Regions from separate parts of the Mus musculus genome. Here regions 2 and 3 are each linked to region 1. A link is a contact called in public Hi-C and HiChIP or PLAC-seq data. All regions are on one chromosome and are shown on one strand. Each heading gives the region's core, a stretch centred on a gene start, on an enhancer-like site or on the middle of the called end of the contact. The rest is flanking DNA. Distances are from core to core; before and after follow the strand shown.

Evidence for each region. A called contact is a pair of places that touch in the nucleus more often than the background predicts. HiChIP or PLAC-seq counts read pairs in DNA pulled down with a chosen protein or histone mark.
Region 2: a Hi-C map of the N1E-115 cell line shows a contact between it and region 1, with 2.2 times the contacts expected there. The contact joins the enhancer-like site here to the promoter of Ehbp1 in region 1. A contact is called at or near these places in 1 of 484 Hi-C or Micro-C datasets (the N1E-115 cell line), 17 of 115 datasets of contacts at active chromatin or transcription factors (astrocytes, craniofacial prominence, embryonic basal ganglia and 9 more) and 3 of 9 other capture datasets (adipose tissue, embryonic stem cells and pancreatic islet).
Region 3: a contact with region 1 is called in an H3K27ac HiChIP or PLAC-seq map of stem cell-derived neural progenitor cells, with 5 times the contacts expected there. The contact joins the enhancer-like site here to the promoter of Ehbp1 in region 1. A contact is called at or near these places in 1 of 39 promoter capture datasets (embryonic stem cells), 1 of 484 Hi-C or Micro-C datasets (stem cell-derived neurons), 9 of 115 datasets of contacts at active chromatin or transcription factors (embryonic forebrain, embryonic stem cells, forebrain and 2 more) and 1 of 9 other capture datasets (adipose tissue).

What each region holds. Positions count from the first base shown.
Region 1 is chr11:22,285,289-22,288,195 of GRCm38.p6, forward strand. It overlaps Ehbp1 (EH domain binding protein 1), which reads right to left and starts at 1,507. Exons shown (of 25, transcript NM_153078.4): 1 at 1,394-1,507; 2 at 200-586. The coding sequence starts at 303.
Region 2 is chr11:22,586,640-22,589,546 of GRCm38.p6, forward strand. No RefSeq gene overlaps it. Among named protein-coding and RNA genes, the nearest start is that of Gm51939, 3.6 kb to the left of the region's middle. Within about 2 kb of position 1,437, at least 94 of the 459 cell types and tissues checked have an H3K27ac peak or open chromatin away from gene starts, as enhancers often do. A contact at or near this core is called in the N1E-115 cell line, adipose tissue, astrocytes and 4 more, where this site is marked.
Region 3 is chr11:22,558,930-22,561,836 of GRCm38.p6, forward strand. The region is part of intron 1 of Gm51939 (a long non-coding RNA gene); the gene reads right to left. Among named protein-coding and RNA genes, the nearest start is that of Gm51939, 24 kb to the right of the region's middle. Within about 2 kb of position 1,387, at least 77 of the 459 cell types and tissues checked have an H3K27ac peak or open chromatin away from gene starts, as enhancers often do. A contact at or near this core is called in embryonic forebrain, forebrain, neural progenitor cells and 2 more, where this site is marked.

The DNA.
Region 1 (2,907 bases), core at 257-2,756:
AAATGGAGTGATTAAAATCCACAGAGACAGTACCAGCAACAACAGTGCACACACAGTACTTGTTAGAGTATCTGCACCGTCCACAGCTTCTACACACTTGTGTACCACTGCAAGGTAAACTGGCTACCAAAAGACCCACAGTCCAAGCTACAGGATGGTTAGGCAACAAGACATTAATCTACCCCTAAGCACGTCTTACCATTTCTTTGTACATTCAACCATCAGCTCCTGGTAGGAGGCCACAAACTGGAACTTGGATGCATGTTTTCCCACACGCTGCAGTCGCTTCCAAACTGAAGCCATGGTGATAGGCCAAGAGACTGGAACAGTTCTGGATTAGCAACACAGCAGCTTTGATAAAGCACACGAGCCTTGCATGTATGTCAGTACTTTCAACAAAAACTAGAACTTGAAATGATGCTTGGCGTCCATAAGTCTTCTCCCTGTCTCACAGGGTAAATCCTATCTTAGATCAATGGCCCAGTCAAGAACAGCTGATGTACAGGACAGGATGACTGAGAGGAGGTTCCCTCATGGAGACATCATCATTCCACTTCAGGGACTATATGACGTGGGTTCTGGAGAACTGAAAAGCAAAACACAGACAGAAAGAGAAAGAATATGAGGACAGACGCATGAGAAGTGTTAGATAAGACCGAAACAACCTCTGCTATCTGCGTGGTTTTCAAACAATGAAACAAAACCCCGGCCTCAAAAGCCAGTAACATCAAGGATGGAAGATACTAAGGAAGAAATGACAAATCACACCGAAGACAGGCGGCAATACACCAGGTTGTCAGAACCAACAATTGAGAGATGCCAGTCGGGCCCTGCCTTCCCTACCTAGCATAGCAGAAGGAAGAACAGGGCGGGAAAGTCAGGATGCTGTTTGATATATCTACCACCAGTTAGGAGTTATTTTTTAAATAAACTTTATTTTTCAGCTGATAATGAATAGCCTCGAGCTACTGAATATGTACTTAGCACAACCAGGGTGCAGGGAGAAATGCTGGTTCTGTAGGAGAGGGAAATGGATGGAGAACTAGCAGTGGAGGGAAATCTCACGGCAGAGAGAGGGCAAGGTCCCAGCTCCAGGCCACTTTGCTTCCCCTTCACCTTGGCTGCCAGGAGGAGGGGAATGGAAACTCCTGCCTGGGCTTGAAGCGATGACCAGCCAGGCCAATGGACAGTGCGAGGTGCGGTGCCTCCCTCCCCCATCAGGGGCAGCCGGCCTGAGCCTCGCCTCCTCACGCACCGAGTGCAGACCCCTGTCTCTCCGCAGAGACAGGCGTTGCCAGCTGCGGTCCCTGTCACCCAAGCCTTGCTGTTAGACCCCAGCCTCGGTCCCCGAACCCCGGCCCCTCCGCTCGTCCACTCCAAGCCCTCCTCACACCTCTAATCCCGCTGTCCCCTCCTTAGAGCCGCTCCTCGGTCGCCGCCGCCTCAGAAGCAGCTACCGCCACCGAGTCCTCCATCCCTGCTGGAGCCGCGTGGAACAGCGAAGCCCGGCGCGGTGCTCGTTTGCGGGAGCCGGGGTCTGCAGCTTCCCGGGCGGACGACGCCCGCCCCCTCCCGGAGCAGCGCCCCCTCCCCGGCAGAGCGCCCAGCGACCGTCCCCCTCCGGCCCGCCCGCCCGAGCGAGCCCTGCCAGAGCCGCGGTTCAGCGCCCAGATCCCCCTCCCCCGCCTCCCTCGGCCGCCACCACCATCATTACCTCCCCCGCCGCACCTCTCACACTAACCCTACCCACGGCGGCTCAACCTCCGTCCGCCTCGCCGCCATTGGCCGAGTCTGCGGGAGCCCCGCCTCCTCGGCGGGCGGGCCTTAGGACGAGCGAGGCACTCCATTGGTAGATCTTCATGCCGGTCATAGGGGATCCACCCCCCCAGTTTTTTTTTTTCCCTTAGGTGGAACCCGCCCGGTCTACCCTCTTCTTCTTTAAAAAAAAAAAAGTGTAAATCACGAAGGACGATCCCGCCCATTCCCTGGAATGGTTGAGGGCAGCGGGAGGCGGGAGGACTAAGAATGTTTATAGTGAACTGGAAAGCCATTGCAGAAGGTGGCTGTCCGTCAAAGGCGCCGTGGCTGCTGGGCAGGGTTTCTGGCTCCTGGTGTATGAACTGAGCAGAGTCTGATTCCAGCGGCTGCCAGAGACACTGAGGTGCTGTGGTTTCTCTCCTATTCTCTCCCATCCCCACCCACGAACTGGCTGCTCCTCTCCTGCGCCACTAGCAGCCAGCGGTTTTGCACACACAGCCTTTATTTCACTCAGTTCTTTCCGAGTTTTTCCCTGACCTTGCCAGGAGCCTGCCCCAGGTTCAAGGAGGGCTAAACTGGACATAAATGTTTACAGTACAGTCTCTTCTTGTCCTCATTCTCAGCATTTCTTTGAATCTTGCATTCTCGTGTTCCTTTGCGGTCTCATTATCCTCTGGTATGAGCTGTGGGTGGATTAGGGAGTGGTTGACTATGTGGAAAGGGTGGTTAAAGGCAAGGGAGAGGACGAAATAACTTAATAGTTTGAGAGCAATGTTGTTTACGTCTATTAAGAGGCAGCTGACATGGCCTGAAACTGTATTTCCAGAGGTTAGCATGGTTTTCCTGCTTCAACATCCAGGTTACTGAGATCGCTGAGATGTTAGGTGTACACCCTTGACATCACAAGTATATAGCACAAGATCCCTTTTGAGGCTGTGAAAGCTATAGACTTCTCAAGGGGCAGAAAATATCCATCCTATCCAAAAAACAAAAATTTGCTTTCAGCCTTAGATGTTTCACAGACATCTAAGGTGTAGAGAAAGAATGAAGAATAAAATTACAACTTTTCGGGACTAAACAGTAAAGTCAAATTAAGGAAGCTAGGGATGTACCTAAGAAAGGGGGTATGAGAGAAAGGGGGAGTCAGAA
Region 2 (2,907 bases), core at 187-2,686, 300 kb after region 1:
TCTGCTACCTGGGTCTGGCTGTGAGGCAAGCCAGTGTTTGGTTTTTCATCCAGAAAGGGAACTTGGTGGTAGCATCTCAGCCCACCAAGGGGATCCTGTTTAAGTAGTTAGGGCCTGGCATAGCATGATGATGCCCGTTTTGCCTAACGACCTTTTGATGGAGAAGGCAGGTCTGAAAAGGTTGACTTTCTTTGCAATTCTGGGCTAAGGCTCAGTGCTAAGAACACATACCTGCATTCCACATAGCGTGCATGATCCTCACTGTAATAGCTGAGATCTTAAAGTTCTGAGGCCAGCCCTGTAAGCAACCTGAAGCTGTAAGACTAGGAATTCCAGGTATGCAAAAGACCCCAGATACGACCTCCCACCTGCAGAAGTGCACATCCAAAAAAAAAAAAAAAAAAAAGTGGTTTTTGCCTTTAAAAGCCACTCCTCCTTTTTGCTGGACCTCAGTCTCCAATCCAAACAAGGCGACTGGTCAGCTGCAGCTTAAATAAAATTTAACCAAGTTAAATTCAGTAAAGCTGGGCAGTGGTGGCACAAGCCTTTAAAGAACTTGGAAGGCAGAGGCAGGCAGATCCTGAGTTCTCGGCCAATCAGGTCTACAGAGTGATTTCCAGGACAGAGAGACCTTATCTTGAAACACTCAGTACTGCAGATTGCTACCCTCTACAGTCTGTTTAGCATGTTTAGTGGGTTTTAATATGTTAGTCTAGATGCCTCTGTGTGCTTCTTGTCAGGGTCTTGACACCAGTAATTCTGTTGTGAGCATTTTCTCAATTTGCCAAAGATGTCTAATGTAATTCTTGGCATCCATTGGGTGACACACTAGAAACTGGAAAAATCCAAAATCAACCACCCCATTGCCCAGTGGTATGTTAATTAATATCATATAATATTAATCTAGAAATATTTTGAGTGGATAGACCAGACAGCAGACCAGACCAAGGTGGTTCCACATGGGAGAGGTTTGGGGGCAGCGAAGCAGGTAGAAGGGCAGAGAAAAGGAAAAAGAGAGAAAGGAAGAGGTGACTTCCTAATTTATATAGAAAATGATGTCATGCCAGTGAGGGTGGGAACTGAGCCAAATGGGTTGTGGGATTGAGGGTCGTTGTCCTGGCAACGCAGGTCAAGGGTCACATTGTTAGGCCGAGGCTTGGAGTGTCCTGGTACTAACACCCAGTGCCCAGAAATAACCCTGAAGAGTCCCTGATGGTCCTGGAATTTTGGTCAACTGGAAAAGGAGGTTGTCAGCTAGCAGATCTTCCAGCCCTAAGCTCAGTCAGCTCTGTGAGGCTTGGAGTAAATCCAAATAGCTTTATTTGGGAGCCAGACAGGAAAGGTTCCAGCCAGACCCAATGAGTACACATCCTTCACACACTGGGTTTATTCTTTAGTAGTGAACTAAAATCGTTCTGAGCCCAATGTCTGCAGGAATAAAATGGACAAGGACTGTGAAGGAGCTGTCGTGTGGGCTGCAGGCCCTGAGGCTCTGCCGAGGCTTCCCATGGCCACGTCTTTTTACTAAAGAGGACTATTTGTGGAATCATTTGGATCCCACTGACAGTCTGGCACTTTTGCTAGAAAATGTACAGAGCTCTCTTTGAGACAGGATCTTGACATGGCCCTGACTGGACTGGAACCTGCTGTGTGGAGAGGCTGGCTTCAAGCTGATGGCAAGCTTCCTGCCTCTGTCTTCCAAATGCTGGGATTACAAGGTACACCACACCTGACAGCCCTGCAAAGGTTAGCTTGTTCTATGCAAATGTTTGAAAAGCCTGCATAAATAATCAATGAGCCAAACTATCCCCACATTCCATAAAGAACTCCAAATTCCTCCAGATTTCCTGAAAGAAAAAAAAATCTGTACTCCCTCCATATCCTCAGTTACCCGATGCTGGGGCTAAAACTTCACCAAGCTCTGCTTAGGGGCCTGGGGCTTCAGACTGCTCCACCCCCACCCCACCCCAACCCCCTCCAGCACCCACTCGCCCCTCCTCTCTCCCATGTCTGTGGAATGCCAGGATCCTGGACTCTGTGTCCTGATAGGATTAAGGCATGCTGATGAGGCTATGTATCCCTCTGCCAGATGGACTGAAAGGCTATGGGCTGACCACAATCAGCACTTGGAAAAGGAGCCCAGCCATTAAATGCTTTTCTGCAAGCAAGTTGTCAGCAAACAGCAGGAAGCCCAGCCCCATGTGCTGGGCACAAGATCCTCCCTTCTCCTAGACACCGGACAAGTCCTGTCCTTCCAGACTCAGCCCCAGCTCCATGCCCATCATCTATGCCTTTCAAATGAATTTATTGAATGACTCCTTGTTAGGTTTCAAACCAGGACAGATGGCTGAGGAGTCTATTTACATAGCAAAGCAGACCTGGCCTCCAGACTTTCCCTGTCCCTGTTCTCTCAGTCCCTACCTGTTACAGGGTTTGGCTGGCATACCCCATCCTCTGCCCTGAGCTCTCCAGCCCAGAGGCTGAGCTGTCTTTCCCCACAGAAGTTTTTCACTATAATCCAGCTATTTGGGTCACCAGCGTCATTTGTACCTTTAGCCTCTTAGATGCTTCACCTGGTGTCCCATCTCCCTGCATGTGCCAGCTCAGTCCACTCTGGACTCTCCCAGATGTGTCTGCCTCACTCTCTCTTTTATCTACAATAAGCTTTTCCTCTACCATACCTCTCCTTTCCTTTCCTCTTTATATATTTCTTTTTTTCTTTTCATTGACCCCTGGTGTCTAGGAATGGGCTAGGGATGGCGATAGAGAGATGAACTCTGCATTCCCTATTTGCAGGGGGCTTCCAGTCTCAGAAGCCTCCTCTAACCACTCCAACCCACAAGCAGTGAGCACCAACTAGTGGGCACAGGGCCACACAGGCATGGCCTTCTTTAATATGACCCTCCA
Region 3 (2,907 bases), core at 137-2,636, 270 kb after region 1:
TATTTGATTAATTTTTACTAATGGAAAAACCCTTTGGTAGACTAATTAAAAAGATTCCCCTTTGTAGTAGGTGCTTGTGAAATGTTATATGATCTTACTACTACTTTATTTACTGCTCCAAGTTGTTATAAGGGAAGATGTCCTGAAAAATACTACTTCACCAGCATGCAAGCACCATAGAATGCACCTATGCAAACTAAGACAGCCAGAGCGTCTTACAACCTTATGTCCTGAGGTGGGAGAACTGGGTAGAGAGAGAAGTCCAGAAGACCTTGCACAAAGCCTAACAAAATGAACATATTAAAACAACAACAAAACACATTGACAAAGAAGGCTGGAAAATCCTTGGCAAGACTGACTAAAACCAGCTATTGGTAAACGCAGCCATACAGCAGAGCGTCCAAAGGTGACCTGTGGCTCTGTAATACAGGAGATCCAGCAGCTAAGAGCACTTGCTGCTCTTGCAGGGGGTAAGCATTCAGTTCCTAGAACCTACAGAGCAGATCACAACAGTCTGCACACATGTAGGCAAAACATACATAAAATAAAAGTAAATCTTAAAGCAAAACAAAAAAAACTATGTTAATAACCAGGGAGATGGCCCGGGGGGAAAAGCCTAGTGACCTGAGCTCCATGCCCAGAAATCACCAAAGCTGGATGTGGTGGCACACACAATCCTAGCACTAGTGAAATGGGAGAGGACAGCTAGCCCAGAGTGCACTGCAAAGTCACAGAAACAAAAGGAGACACATAAGAGCCAACCCCAAAAGTGTCCTCTGACCAATAGACCTGTGTGCAAACATATTCGTATACCCGGGCACACACATGCACATATACAAATTTTTAAAATTTTTAAATACAAAAACAGATACCCCTGAGTACAGGTTTAAGATGCTAATCAGATATGTAAGTCATGAAATTATGCATAAAATTACAGGTGACAGAGTATGCATAAAAAAGTCCATGTTAAAAAGATGACCCAGGGGCTGGTGAGATGGCCCAGTGGGTTAGAGCACCTGACTGCTCTTCCGAAGGTGCAGAGTTCAAATCCCAGCAACCACATGGTGGCTCACAACCATCCGTAACAAGATCTGACCCCCTCTTCTGGAGTGTCTGAAGACAGCTACAATGTACTTACATATAATAAATAAATAAATAAATAAATCTTTAAAAAAAAAAAAAAAAAAAAAAAAAAGATGACCCAGAAAGCCCATACTGTGTGACATAAAAGCTTCCACTCTTATACCGTGGTGCCAACCCCTTTCTCTGCTCCAGTCTTCTTCCTTCTCCATCAGAGCACACTGTCATTTAATAAACTGCCTGTCTCTGCTCAGTTCTTTGAGGAAAGAACCTGAAACCCCTCCCTCCAGCCCTCCCAGTAGCAGCTGGCATCAGGATCTCTTTTGTATATGTCTGTCACTGGCTGAAATGGGGTTGTACAACACATGGCTGGTTGTATTATTGTTGTATTATGTTACTGTTGTGATTACAGTGACTTTTCCTGCTTTGCAAATGAGAAAACTGTATGAGGGGTGGTCTAAAAAGACCCAGAGTGCTATTTGAACTGGAATTCAAACTGAGATATTCAGTAGCTTGCCTATAGTTCTGTTCTACAGATTCATTGAAGTCCTTTGCCCTGGCAGACCCTGGACGTTCTAGGATGAGGAAGATGCTGTTACATCCTTATGAGACTTACAGCCAAAACTTAGAATGCAGAACAAATGAAAAGTGTTAGGTGGGGGTAACTCTGGGCTCCCCAGACCCACCCCTTTCCTATTTCAAACAGCCAAGAGGCCTGGAGCAAGAGGCCACTGGTGAAGCTGGGAAGCAGACAGGCTTTGCAATGAGTTGGCAACCACACCTGCCCCCCCACCTCCCTTAAAATAAAACTGATAGCTGGTTTTTATAAAGCAGAAATCCAGCAGATACAAGCTGAGAAGCCAGAGAAGACATGGGGCCAGCCAGCAGGGTGGGAAGAAGGCAGTTCTGAAAAAAGCTATTTGCATCCTCGCTGGCTCTGAGCCAGCTAAGCCGCCCATACACTGCCCTGTTTCTCCAGAAAGGGACTGAATTGGAACGCTGAGAATGAGAGAGTTGCTTGTTAGCACACAATCCCAGCTTCTTCAGTCCTCTGCAGCTCTACAAAGCCATGAATCAGGGCTTCTACATTTTTAAAGCTTAGATGAGAAGCTGCGGGTTCTCATCAGCATGTATGATAAAGGTTTACAAAATACCAGGCAAATAGTTTTTGAAATCAGTTTTTGGTCCTGGAGAAACAAGGAGACGCTCACTGATTCAGCAGTGCATGGATGAGGAAGCCACAGGGCTCAAATGTACAAGCTACTTAGTAATGAGAGAGAGAGAGAGACTATGTCTGTATGTCTGTGTGTCTGTGTGCATATGTATGCGTGTGTATGTGTATGTGTGTCTGTGTCTGTATATGTCTGTGTGCACACGAGCATGCATGTATGTCTGGGTCTGTGTGTGTCTGTGTGTGCATATGTGTGTCCTTGTGTGTGCGCACACAGGAATGCTTGAGTGTACTGTATATGCACATGTGTATACTGATGCATGAACCAGTATGCGCACTCAGCAAGGTCAGAGAAGGACATTAGGTGTCCTTATTCTTTGAAGACAGGATCTCTCACTCAACTTGAAGCTAAGTTAGTAACCAGCAAGCCTCAGGGGTGGTCCTATCTCCATCCTGTACAATGCTTAGGTAGGCTCCTGTGGCCACGCCAGGCTTATTATTATTTATTATTATTATTATCATTATTATCACTGGTACTAAAATGTGAACTCAGTTCTTCATGCTTGTCCAGTAAGCAATCTTACCCTCCTTTCATCCATTATAACATCTTAATGCAAATTTTTACTTGTTTTCTTTCCATTTCTGATTTTTGTTTA